Linked DNA regions of Sus scrofa: region 2 is linked to region 1. A link is a contact called in public Hi-C data. All regions are on one chromosome and are shown on one strand. Each heading gives the region's core, a stretch centred on a gene start, on an enhancer-like site or on the middle of the called end of the contact. The rest is flanking DNA. Distances are from core to core; before and after follow the strand shown.

Region 1 (5,529 bases), core at 2,196-4,695:
ACATATACTAGATCTGGACACACATACTAAATGTATATAGGATCTCCTTTTTCTTTTTACGAAACTTAGATTTACCTCAGACCCATGCCACCAAACATCTCCCGCTGAGTTATTTGGTGGGATTTGCAGGGACTTTTCTGGGAGAATTCAAAGGCCCACAGTAACTGCGAGTGAAGCAATATACCACTAACCTGCAGAAAAACAAAAAACAAGACCAGTCTCCCACTGTCTCTAGAAGTCGTGGCCTTCCAGAACAGTCTGCCCCTAAAGGAAGGGTGGGGCAGGCGGTACCCCAGGTAGGCTGCTCCCAAAGGTGGGGAACCCTCCACAGAGCCCCTCCCTTTCCACCCCAGAAACCCTGCCTTTCCACCTGGAGGCCAAGGCCATCTGCACCCCAAAGGCACGGAGGACGTTGGCGAGAAGAGCCCTGACCACGGCGTCCTTTGTTCGTTCGTAGAAGAGGGGATGGTGAGAGCCTGAGCCCCATCGTAGCACAGTATTATGTGTGGTTGGGAGAAAGGAAAGTAAAAACCAAACGCAGTGGTGTGGAACACTTCAAAACCTAGAAACGCTGTAGGAATAAACCTGTGGTAACTATTGAGGTTTAACTTATACCACCTTCAAAATATTTAATTTTTTTCTTTGCCTCTTCCTACTAATTATACTGTGTCAGATTTGGAACTAAACAGGCAAGGAGGCTTCACGTCCCATCGCTTTAATTTGAAATCAGGCCGTGATACACTCTGGCTGGTGGCCTCTTGCATGAAGCTCACAGGCCCAAGTGCCCAGTTCAGACCAGGGCTGGGGAGGGAGTCCCTGGCACTTGCCATCCCCGAGAACACTCTGCTCCGGTGGAGTTTATGCAATGAAATAGCTTTCTTCTCCCCCTTCCCCTCCCTTCGCCCACCTCCAGCAGAACATTTAATGTAACTGAAACCAGGGGGATAGAATTGGGGGGCATGTCACTCACCTCGTAGAGCCTTGGTTTCCTCTTCCATAAAATGAAGTGAGTGAAGACAGAATGTAAGCCAGCAAGCCATGCAAACTAGGAAGCACTGTGCCAACATGACTACCCTTTTCATGGTCACCAGTAAGGTAAAACCTTCCAGCACCTTCCTTTTGAAATCTAATGGCATTTGAGAAGGGGGCAGTGGAATTTTCCTGCCAGCTTCATGAAGAGCCACAAAACACAGTCCTCCGGATATATCACCTGTTGATGCTTGCAATTCCATCATTCCCATTTCAGCCCATCTGATTAAGTGTCACCCCCTCCTCTGTTCCTCCATAAAAAGGTAAACAGACCGCAGAGGGAGGCACCTGTGAAGCCACATTCCCTGGGTGTGTAGGGAGGTTGAGTCATGCTGCCTTGTCTGAAGGAATGGCCTTGAGAGCACACAGTGGAGCGAAGAATTAAGAAAGGGCACTGGGGCTCCTGTTGTGGCTCAGTGCGTTAAGGACCGAGTGTTATCTCTGTGAGGATGTGGGTTAGATCCCTGGTCTTGCTCAGTGGGTTAAGGATCCAGCATTGCTGCAAGCTGTGGTGTGGCTCACGGATGCGGCTCGAACCCTGTGTTATGGCTGTGGCTGTGGCCGGCAACTGCACCTCCTATTCGACCCCTAGCCCGGGAACTTCCATATGCCACAGGTGCAACTGTAAAAATAAGAAAAGGGGGAGCGGGGCACAAAAAAAGAATGCTAGGGAGAAGCCAGTAATGAACCTGACTTTCCTTCTTGTGCTTAGAACGCCTGGAAATGAAAGAGCCTCAGCTAGGAGCCCTCTGCCCTTGAGCACATAGAGATATCCCCATTTTACAACTTAGGAAAAGAAACAAGGCCTTGGGATGGCTGTGACTGGTCCAGGATTTAATAGATGGCTGAGAGTGGGGCTGGGTCCAGCCCCTAAGGTCATTTATTTGCAAGGATGCTGTGATGTGCAGGCAGGATACAAGACTCCTCATTTCCACCCCAGAGATACTCCCAGACCGTAAATGCAGGAGCTCCTGTGTGAAATGTCACATCCTCTGCCGTAACTACCAGATGAAAAGAGAACATGTGAGTTTTCAAATCTGTTGCCTGATATACATAACACCAGTCACATCATGGGGATTTTCCTCTGATTTGACTAATGTCACCTTTTTCCTTATTGTAAATAGGCCTGCCTCTCACCACATTACCTGAAGGCAGAGCCTTAGCTGTTTTCTTAAAGCACCTATTTTTCCATTGGGAAACGGCTGATGAGTTCACATTTAGGGAAGCTCACACCCCAGTCATCCAGCCCCAAATCTGAGCCTTGACGCAGAACCAAATGGAAAAACACTCCCCCGCCACCTCCCCCATCTGGTGCCCTGCATGTCTCAGGCCCCCTCCACATGCATCTAGGCCCGCCCACGGTCATGGTCACAGCATTGGCATTCTCTTCCTGACTCCTGCCTGTGTTAGTTCACTATATATTGCTGTATTTGCTTACATGCTGGAAAGTAACTGTTAAAATGTGAAACTGTAATTTTTAAAAAGGCTACAACTAAATTATAGCCAATGCCACTCACCAAATCTTTGCACCTAGTAGATAGATCAATGTAAAAAACAAATACCAGAAACCTAACTGTACAGTGAGTGTGGGGGAAATGTAGTAACCTAGTTAGTAGTCCTCAATATAACCAATTGTACGAGGAGAAGTGGTGTTTACCTACTTGTCCATCACCATTCCTGAAAGCTGTACTGATCAGTTCATTGATAACGGGCAATTTTTATTTTTATTTTTATTTTTTGCTTCACAGAATGATTTCTTAACCTTCAATTTACCCTGAGGTCAAGCCTTTTGTCTTTATGTGTAATTGGTGTTCAGTCTACTTTAGAAATGAGCCAGCAAGATGTTCATTTAAAACTGACCAAAGACAATTCGTTCCTGGTCTAGTTTCCTGGGCCTGGGGCCCAGCCTCCAGCCGCCAAGGACCTTTCTTGGATAAAATTAAGAACAAGCCACACTCCTTACCCCACTTCCCCTCTCTCCCTTTAGTCCTTTTTCCTCTTAAAGAGCTGCTCTGAGCTGTGGGATTCTGTGAAAAAAATTCTTGCCTTTCCTTGTTTTCAGTGCTAACGATTTCTCACCTTGAAGCGCCTTTTGAACCCCGGACGGAGCGCACGCACAGCTGGAGGGAATTGTCAGCTTGGGAATTAGACTGGGGAGTCTCTTCTCTGAGGTCCCCGGGGCCCAGGGACAGGAGAGACACGTATTCCCAAGGGAGGAAAGGTTCCTGTGAACAGATCTGAGTGCGAAGAGACGCGGGGAAGTGGAGCTGTTCCCTCTGCTGCCCGCCGAACCAGCAGTTCAGCATCCGCCTTATAAACGCTCCAGAGCCGGGTGATGGTGCCCAGGGGGGCAGCCAGCGCGGGGCAGGGCCTCGCGTGGGGCTGGCTTCTCCGTCGGAGGCCCTCGGAGCGCCTGGTCGGGGTGTTTCTCTCTTGTTCGGGAAGCACGAAGGCAGAGGACTTCCTGGGACCTGGTGGTGACTTAGCGCTGAGCGCGCGCACACGGCCAACAGAAAACCACGCGGACTCATGTAATGGTTCTTCCAGTCTCTCTCTTCCTAACTTTTCACACATTCAGACGGTTCCACACTAGAGCAAACGCCTCATCCTCCTGAGAAACCCAGAAAGAGAAAAGGCTGGCTCCCAGCTGTGTCGGGGGCCCTGCCGGGCCCTGGGAGGGGGGTCGGGGAGGAAAAGGGCAGGGCAGGGTGAGCCAGGTGCTGTAAGATGATTTTCTGCTGTGCAGAGCTAATGCTGACGTTTCCTGTCAACCGCCCCGGTTCTCTGGGGCCCCGCTCCTCTGAGCAGCGTGTAGAGAATTCCCCACAAACCCAGTGCTGCCGGGGAGCTGGGAGAAGGGACTTGGCTGTCAGGTCGGAGGCCTCCTGGCCAGCGATCGGCTGTCCCATCCTCTGGGACCGGCCGAATGGCCCGCGCTGCCCCTTGCTGACACCTCCTTTCTGGGTTAACTGCCCCAGGCCAACGACAGCCTTGAACCAGAACAGCCAGAGTGCACTTTGCTTTCCTCAGATGGAAGGAGTTTCTGGCCAGAGTCTCTGCCCAGGTTCTAGTTCCCGGCAGTGTGACTGTTTACATGGTTTGGCATTCGGTTTGGTTCTGATTGCTTCAGAGTGGCTGGTCTATTTCATTTTCTTTGGTTTCCTTCCTCCCCAAACTGTGTCAGGAAAAACAAATTGAAACCACCCTAGGAAATTGCTGGTTGCCTGTCCCCATGTGACGAGATGTGTTGCCCTTTCCCAGACATCCTTTCTCTACCTTACACCCCAGCGCCCGTCCTGTAGCGTCTGGCTGGATCCTCTGTCGCGTGTTCTGATGGTGCCTGCTGGTTTGACGTGGAGCTATCCTGTGAAATAAAACAGCTTAACTTTTCTCAAACGTGCTCCGGTGGCTTTTTGGAAAGGGGAGGTGGCCTGTCGGGGATGGGGAGGTCCTGGAGGAGGGGAGTGTTCTACCCTCCATCCACAGTCTGTGTGCTTCCCCCAGGAAGCATCTCTGAAATGTCCTTTAGCTCAGATCCAACAGGATGAAGGCCAAGGTTCCAAGGAGGAGCATGTCCACGACGAGCTAAATGAAGGAGGTAAGTGGGGGGTGCCCGCTGGTAAAGCAAGAACTGGGTCTGTCATGGCAAAGGCAAGGGAAAGGGGAGCCATCATCTTCAGAGATCACCTTCGGGAGAGTGCTCATCCAAGGCCACAGGATACCAATTTCCAATGTGACGGCATATGAACCATTTTAGCACCTGTTGTCTACATTTTAGCACCTGTTGTCACATATACAGTCCCTAGGAATTTTTCTGTATGCGTGCGTATGTGTGTGTGTGATGTGTTCGTTGACACATATTTCTGTCCTAGGCACTAGATGAAGCCCTTTACATGCATTTTCTCATCAAATTCTCAAAATGGCTATTAAAGGTAAGTACCTTTTTCAAACCTCATTCTGCAGAGAAGTAAGCTGAGGCTCTGAGAGGCTAAGTGGCTTGCCAAGGTTAAGCTAGGAAGAGAAGGAGTCAGAATCTGAGCCCATCCATATATCCCCCATCTTACCCCACAAGGGGCTTATTTGCTTTCTAATGTGGAGATCAATGGCCTATGCACGGAGCCAATGCACAGACCTTCTTTAGAGGCAGCTGACAGAGTCCTGTAATCTATGGGACAAGAGTTTCCTTCTTCACATGCCTGTTCTTTTAACTGAACATAGACCAGTTCTCCTAGGTCTTTGATGCCCTGATAAATAGCTTGGCCCTTTCTGCTTTCTTTCATGCTGTTGAGAAATGCATACATCAGGATTCAGAGACCCAACTCAGACTGTCTGAAATGAAAAGGAATAATTCTGCCCCATCTGAACAAAAAGGAAAATGAGATTCAGGCAGGACTGAATCTAGGTGTTCCAACAATGTCACAAGCTTCTGTCCCTCCACCCCTAGCTTTGCTCTCCTTCATGTCGTCTACATTCCTAGGCTGGCTCTTTCCACATGACAGC
Region 2 (5,529 bases), core at 2,231-4,730, 320 kb before region 1:
TTCAGAGCCTTTTATCTAGCATGCCCACAGTGAATATTCACTAATTGGAAAGAGTTTCTTTGGAATCTAATCTCTCTGCCCTTCACTGGGACTTAAAGACAATTTCCTTTATTACTGAAAGGTTTGGCTAGAGATGCGGAGATAAGACCTCTGACAGAAAAAGCTGAGGGAAAGCACATTTAGGGCTTATTCCTTGTGTAATTCCATAAAGCAGTGTTGTACTTTCAGTGCATCTGTCCATATTTTCATTATTCAGTGCAAATTTTTATGCAGAGTGAATTAGCAGGACTCTTTCAGACATGGAGAGATAACCAAAAAAAGGAACTTACTTTTCACTTAATTGAGAAGTTCAAGGGGATGAATTTATTATGATTGGATCCAGGGCCCCCCCAAATGTTGCTAGGGTACTGTTTTCTTCTCTTCTGGTCTGCCCCTGTATTTTAGCCCTTTCTGCTCTATTGGCTTTATTCTCAGGCAGATTCTCCCTGGGAGGTGGTCCAAATGGAGAGCACCATGACATTCTACTGGCTTGGCAAGCCCACTAGATCAAATTGCCTATTTTCCTGTCACTCTAGAAAAGTGCCAAGGTGGTGCTTGTCTTAGTTTCTTTGGGTTGCTGTAACAAAATACCATAGTCACGTAGCTTACAAACAACAGAAATTTATTTCTCACAGTTCTGGAAGATGGAGTCCAAGATCTTGGTGCTGGCAGATTTGGTGTGATGTCTGATGAGGGCCTGTTTCCTGGCTCATAGGTGGTACCTTCTTGCTTTGTCCTCATATGGTGGAAATGGCAGGGGATTCTTATAAAAATGCCAATCTCATTCATGAAGTTTCCACCCTCAGGACCTAAGCACCTCCCAAAGGCCTCACCTGCTTATACCATCATCTGTGGGGGTTAGGATTTCAACATATGAATTTGGTGGGGGGACACAAACATTCAGACCACAGCAATGCTGATTGGCCTACCTTGGGTCACTTACTCACCCCTGAGCCAATTATTGTGGTATATGTGCAATCCGAGCCTGGCCACTGGCCAGTAGGCAGTCCCTCTTGAACCTGTGAACTAAGGCTGGGGAATTTGTTCCTTATCCACAGGATGAGATGGGCTTTGTTATCAGAAGTGAGCATGCTGGGCAAAGACAACAGACATTCCCTGTGCACAGTGACATGCCTTTTGTCCCCAAGGATTTCTAATCTCTACTTTCCCGTTTCTGCCCTGGCTTTCTATTCAGCTAGTCCTCACCTTCACAGTAATGTTCCTACTCAACCTGTGGGCTCTGAGTTTCCCAGAAGGACAGCTTATAGGGCAAATGGATGTTTTCATAGTCTAAAGTCTAGTGTTTACTGTCGATGCCTTGATTTGCTCTTGTGACTTCTATAGTCCCGACTCCTGGCCAGTTTAGGATTTGAGGGGCACAGGGCACTTTGGTTTTGGTCATAATTTTCTGGACTCCTAACCTGTCTCTCATAGTCGGGAAGCAGTTACTCCTTGACCTGTGACCTTGACTTGGGACCATTTTACTCCTTAGTCTCTGGTGCTTATTTCCCTTGCATCCTGTCTCTTGATTTATTTTATTACTCTGCCTTGTTATACTACGTTTTGGCTTACTAGTATGTCATGGAGTTCCTGCTGTGGCACAATGGGATAGACAGTATCTCTGCAGCGCCAAGATGCAGGTTCAATCCCAAGCCCAGCACAGCATGTTAAAGGATCCAACATTGCTGCAGCTGCAGTGTAGGTGGCAACTGCAGCTCAGACCTGATACCTGGCCTGGGAACTCCACATGCCACAGGGAGGCCAAATAAGAACAAAAATAGTATCTCATGGACCAAATAATTTCCTAACACTGATCGGTATCCTGGGCTTTGTTTTCTCAATCACAGGCCTCTGTCTCTCGCTTTCTTCTTTGGGAGGACAAGCCGAGATATAGTGGAATTAACTTTGGATTCATAACCAAAAGCCCTGAATTCAAAACCTGGCATATATGACTTCAGGCAAGGCTTTCTAATCTCTCTGCACCCTGATTTTCTCATTTGCAAAACAGGAAAAATAATATCTACCTCACAGGATTGCCTTGAAGATTAAAAAAGGAGAATGCAGATATTACAAGATAACAGTACATAATAATTCTAAAATGCTAATGTGTGTATTTTAAATTAGTTTTTTTCACCTTCTGAAGCGCTTCTGTTTATGTAGCCTTCTCCATTTAAGCTTCTAGGCCATTCTGTGCTCATTAACTCAGGGAAGAAAATGTCAGAGCAAAAAAAAAAAAAAACAAATGGGAATCTTTCTTGCTTTGGTTTCCAAAAGTCTAAAGCTCTTAGGGGAACACTGAGAGCACTGAACATGGCCAGAATGAGTGGGAACAAGGGGTTTGAAGAGAGATTCTCCCTCAGGTGAACAGAAAATCCACTTTTTGAAGGGGAGGTGAGGGTGGGAAGGAGGAGAGACACTGGGGGTATGATAGACCTAGAGATGCAGCAGGGACCAGAGAGAGGGGCCTTATGTCCTGCTTTCTGGGCAAAGTCTTGTAGAGCAGAAAGGACACAACTGGCAGATTCCTGTTTCCCTGTGTGGCCCAGAAATGGTGCTGGGCCGGAAGGCATCATGAAGCTTGGGTGAGGGACATGTCAGTGATGATCAGTGAGGATTGCAGCCTACAGGCCAAACAAGGTGACGGCGATTTCATCTGACAGCTGCATGGATACATGACAGCAGGGACCAGATACATGCCCCACCCCCCATGATTCTCCATAAACACCCAGAACCAAGAGGCATTCCCTAAAAACAGGATGAAGACTTTAAATTAGCTGAGGTGGCACTCCTGCTGCAGCTCAGTGGTAATGAACCCGACTAGTATGCATGAGGACGTGGGTTTGAGCCCTGACATTGCTCAGTGGGTTGAGTTGCTGTGAGCTGTGGTCACAGATGAGGCTCTGATCCTGCGTTGCTGTGGCTGTGGCATAGGCTGACTGCTGCAACTCTGATTCGATCCCTTAGCCTGGGAACCTCCATATGCTGCAGATGCGGCCCTAAAAAGACAATAAATAAATAAGTAATAAATTAGCTGAGATTACATTTTTACCACTCTGGTTGAATAGGGCCAAGAATGAAGTTCAGTTATAAATTTTTTTTTTTTCATTTTGTTTATAACTGTGTGGTAGATTCAGAGCCGTAACTACTACTGTAGGAAGCATCTAGCCTGTGACTATAGGCAGATAGGTCTCAGAGGTCTCAAACCTTTACCAAACATCCAAGGAGCCAGTGAACCTAAAAGGTAATGAATTTTGTGGCCAGGCCAGGTCCTGGGGAAATTTATGGTCCAAACATTTTCCTGTTTCTGGGTCAGGAAATGATAGCACACAGATGGAATTTACAATGGGAGCCTGAATGGAGTGGCCCCACCCAGGCAGCTCAGCAAAAAGCCCCTTTCACTGGGTCTATTCAGTTATAATGAGTGCTCCCCAGGCTCTCCTGGCTGGCCGCTTTTTCTTTTTCCTCGACTGCTTTCACTTTTTCACAGAGGGCTGCCTCGCATGTAGTCCACTTGGGACCGGGGTGAGCCCTGATTTGGCAGGAGAAAGGAAGAAGTACACAGCGGCCTACAAAATTGAATTGCTCTGCCTCCCTGGCCCCTTTCCTTGAATAATGTCTTTGTGCTTTGAAATGTAGGGAAGTTCCAGTTTCTCAGGCTTAAGAAAAAAAAAAACAAAAAACAAAAAACCAACCCCCCCCCCAGATGTTCATCTAACCTCTCCCGCCTTGAGATGCTTAGCAGGAAGTAGTTAAGGGGAAGAACAATTATTAAATTATATGTTTCTTTAAGTTTTATAAATCGCCAGGATAGCTGATTTCTAAACAAATATATTTGATGCATTCCTTCAGATGGACAAAAACACTGGCTCAATTAAAAATCCAGTTTTAAAAAAATCATGTGGGACAAATTGCTACACTAAAAAAGAAAAACAAAACCCTGTTTTTGACTCTAGCCAGTGACCCACTTTCATGAAATATTTGACAGAGCAAAATTGCATTGTCAGAGAGGAGTTCAGACAGCCTTTGGAATCTGTTGAAATGGGTTTTTGATAATAGGCATGATTTAGGTCATCTCTGTTTTACTTTCCTGAATTTTATTCTACTTTTTTGAAGATGAATGCTAATAGCATCACATTATTTTTTGAAAATCCTGAAAGCAAATTATATTGAAAAATCATTATCATCATTTAGATCCCCATATGTTTCAATGGTTTATGTATTTAATATTCATTTCACCATAAAAGATATGATTTCACTGTTTATTTTTGAATTTTGTAGAATGTGGCAGAAAGTGTAAAACATTCTCTAATCAAGAACTGTTATTTATCTCTTTGGCTGGGTTGTTGGAGGCCATGCTATGGAACTAAATTTGGATTAAGAGGTTGTAGTTTGCCCCTCCAGCAGCCATTCCCCTTCTTTCTGTTTCCAGCCCAGATTTGCGTTTTCTCCTTTCCGCTACAGATCTCTGCAAGGCTCCATTCTTAGCTCCAGGCCAATCAAGTTAGCAAATCCTTTCTCTCACCCAGCTTGGGGACGAGGGGTGGGGGGTGGGGGGATGGAGGGGGAGTGGGGGTTGGGAAGGGCATAGACTTTGGTTTCATAGCCAATGAAATGCAGCCAGGACTTTTCTGGCATTGGTGGGAGAAAGAGGCAGGTGCCCTCCTCCCACTGATGTTAAAGTCTGGGAGAAGGTGGAGCTGGGAATTCCCATTGTGGCTCAGTGTAACCAACCCGACTAGTATCCATGAGGACTTGGGTTCGATCCCTGGCCTCGGTCAGTGGGTGGGTTGCCATGAGCCGTGGTGTAGGTTGCAGACTTGGCTTGGATCCTGCTTTGTGGTTGTGGGGTAGGCTGGCAGCTTCAGCTTAGATTGAACCCCTAAGCTGCGAATGGATTATGTGGCTGGTGTGTCTCTAAAAAGACAAAAAAAAAAAAACAACTTTCTCTTCAGTTTGGCACCCTGAAGAGAAAGCCTGAAGCTGTTGCGGAGGCTGGGGGCTTTTGAAGAGCCTGAGGATGAATGAAGCCAACCCCACTGAAGGCAGAGCTAAGAAATGGAGAAAAACCCAGTCTCAATGACATCAGTTGAGTCTTGTGACTGAGGCCATCCCTGCCACTAGAATGTCTAATTGTTCCACTCAAAAAATCTCTTTAGTGCTTATGCCACTTTGGGTTGGGTTTTCTGTTCTTTTTTGTTTTTGTTTGTTTGTTTTTTGTTTTCTAGGGTCATACCTGAGGCACATGGAGGTTCCCAGGCTAAGGGTCTAATTGGAACTACAACTGCCAGCCTATGCCACAGCCACAGCAATACCAGATCTGAGCTGTGTCTGTGACCTACACCACAGCTCACAGAAATGCTGGATCTTTAACCTACTGAGCAAGGCCAAGGATCAAACCCACAACCTCATGGTTCCTAGTGGGATTCATTTCCGCTGCACCGTGACGGGAACTCCTGTTTTGTTTTTTTTAAGGCTGCACCTGCAGCTTAT

What was found. Hi-C and Micro-C count contacts between places; a contact is called where the count stands out from the background.
Region 2: a contact with region 1 is called in a Hi-C map of adipose tissue, with 6 times the contacts expected there. The contact joins two enhancer-like sites. A contact is called at or near these places in 1 of 5 promoter capture datasets (liver), 29 of 47 Hi-C or Micro-C datasets (adipocytes, adipose tissue, alveolar macrophages and 17 more) and 2 of 2 datasets of contacts at active chromatin or transcription factors (alveolar macrophages and skeletal muscle).

The regions. Positions count from the first base shown.
Region 1 is chr13:65,366,492-65,372,020 of Sscrofa11.1, reverse strand. SRGAP3 (SLIT-ROBO Rho GTPase-activating protein 3) reads left to right here. Exons shown (of 25, transcript XM_021071097.1): 25 at 1-4,425. Among named protein-coding and RNA genes, the nearest start is that of RAD18, 10 kb to the right of the region's middle. Within about 2 kb of position 3,445, at least 9 of the 83 cell types and tissues checked have an H3K27ac peak or open chromatin away from gene starts, as enhancers often do. A contact at or near this core is called in adipose tissue and subcutaneous adipose tissue, where this site is marked.
Region 2 is chr13:65,689,727-65,695,255 of Sscrofa11.1, reverse strand. The region is part of intron 2 of SRGAP3 (SLIT-ROBO Rho GTPase-activating protein 3); the gene reads left to right. Among named protein-coding and RNA genes, the nearest start is that of THUMPD3, 28 kb to the left of the region's middle. Within about 2 kb of position 3,480, at least 23 of the 83 cell types and tissues checked have an H3K27ac peak or open chromatin away from gene starts, as enhancers often do. A contact at or near this core is called in adipose tissue and subcutaneous adipose tissue, where this site is marked.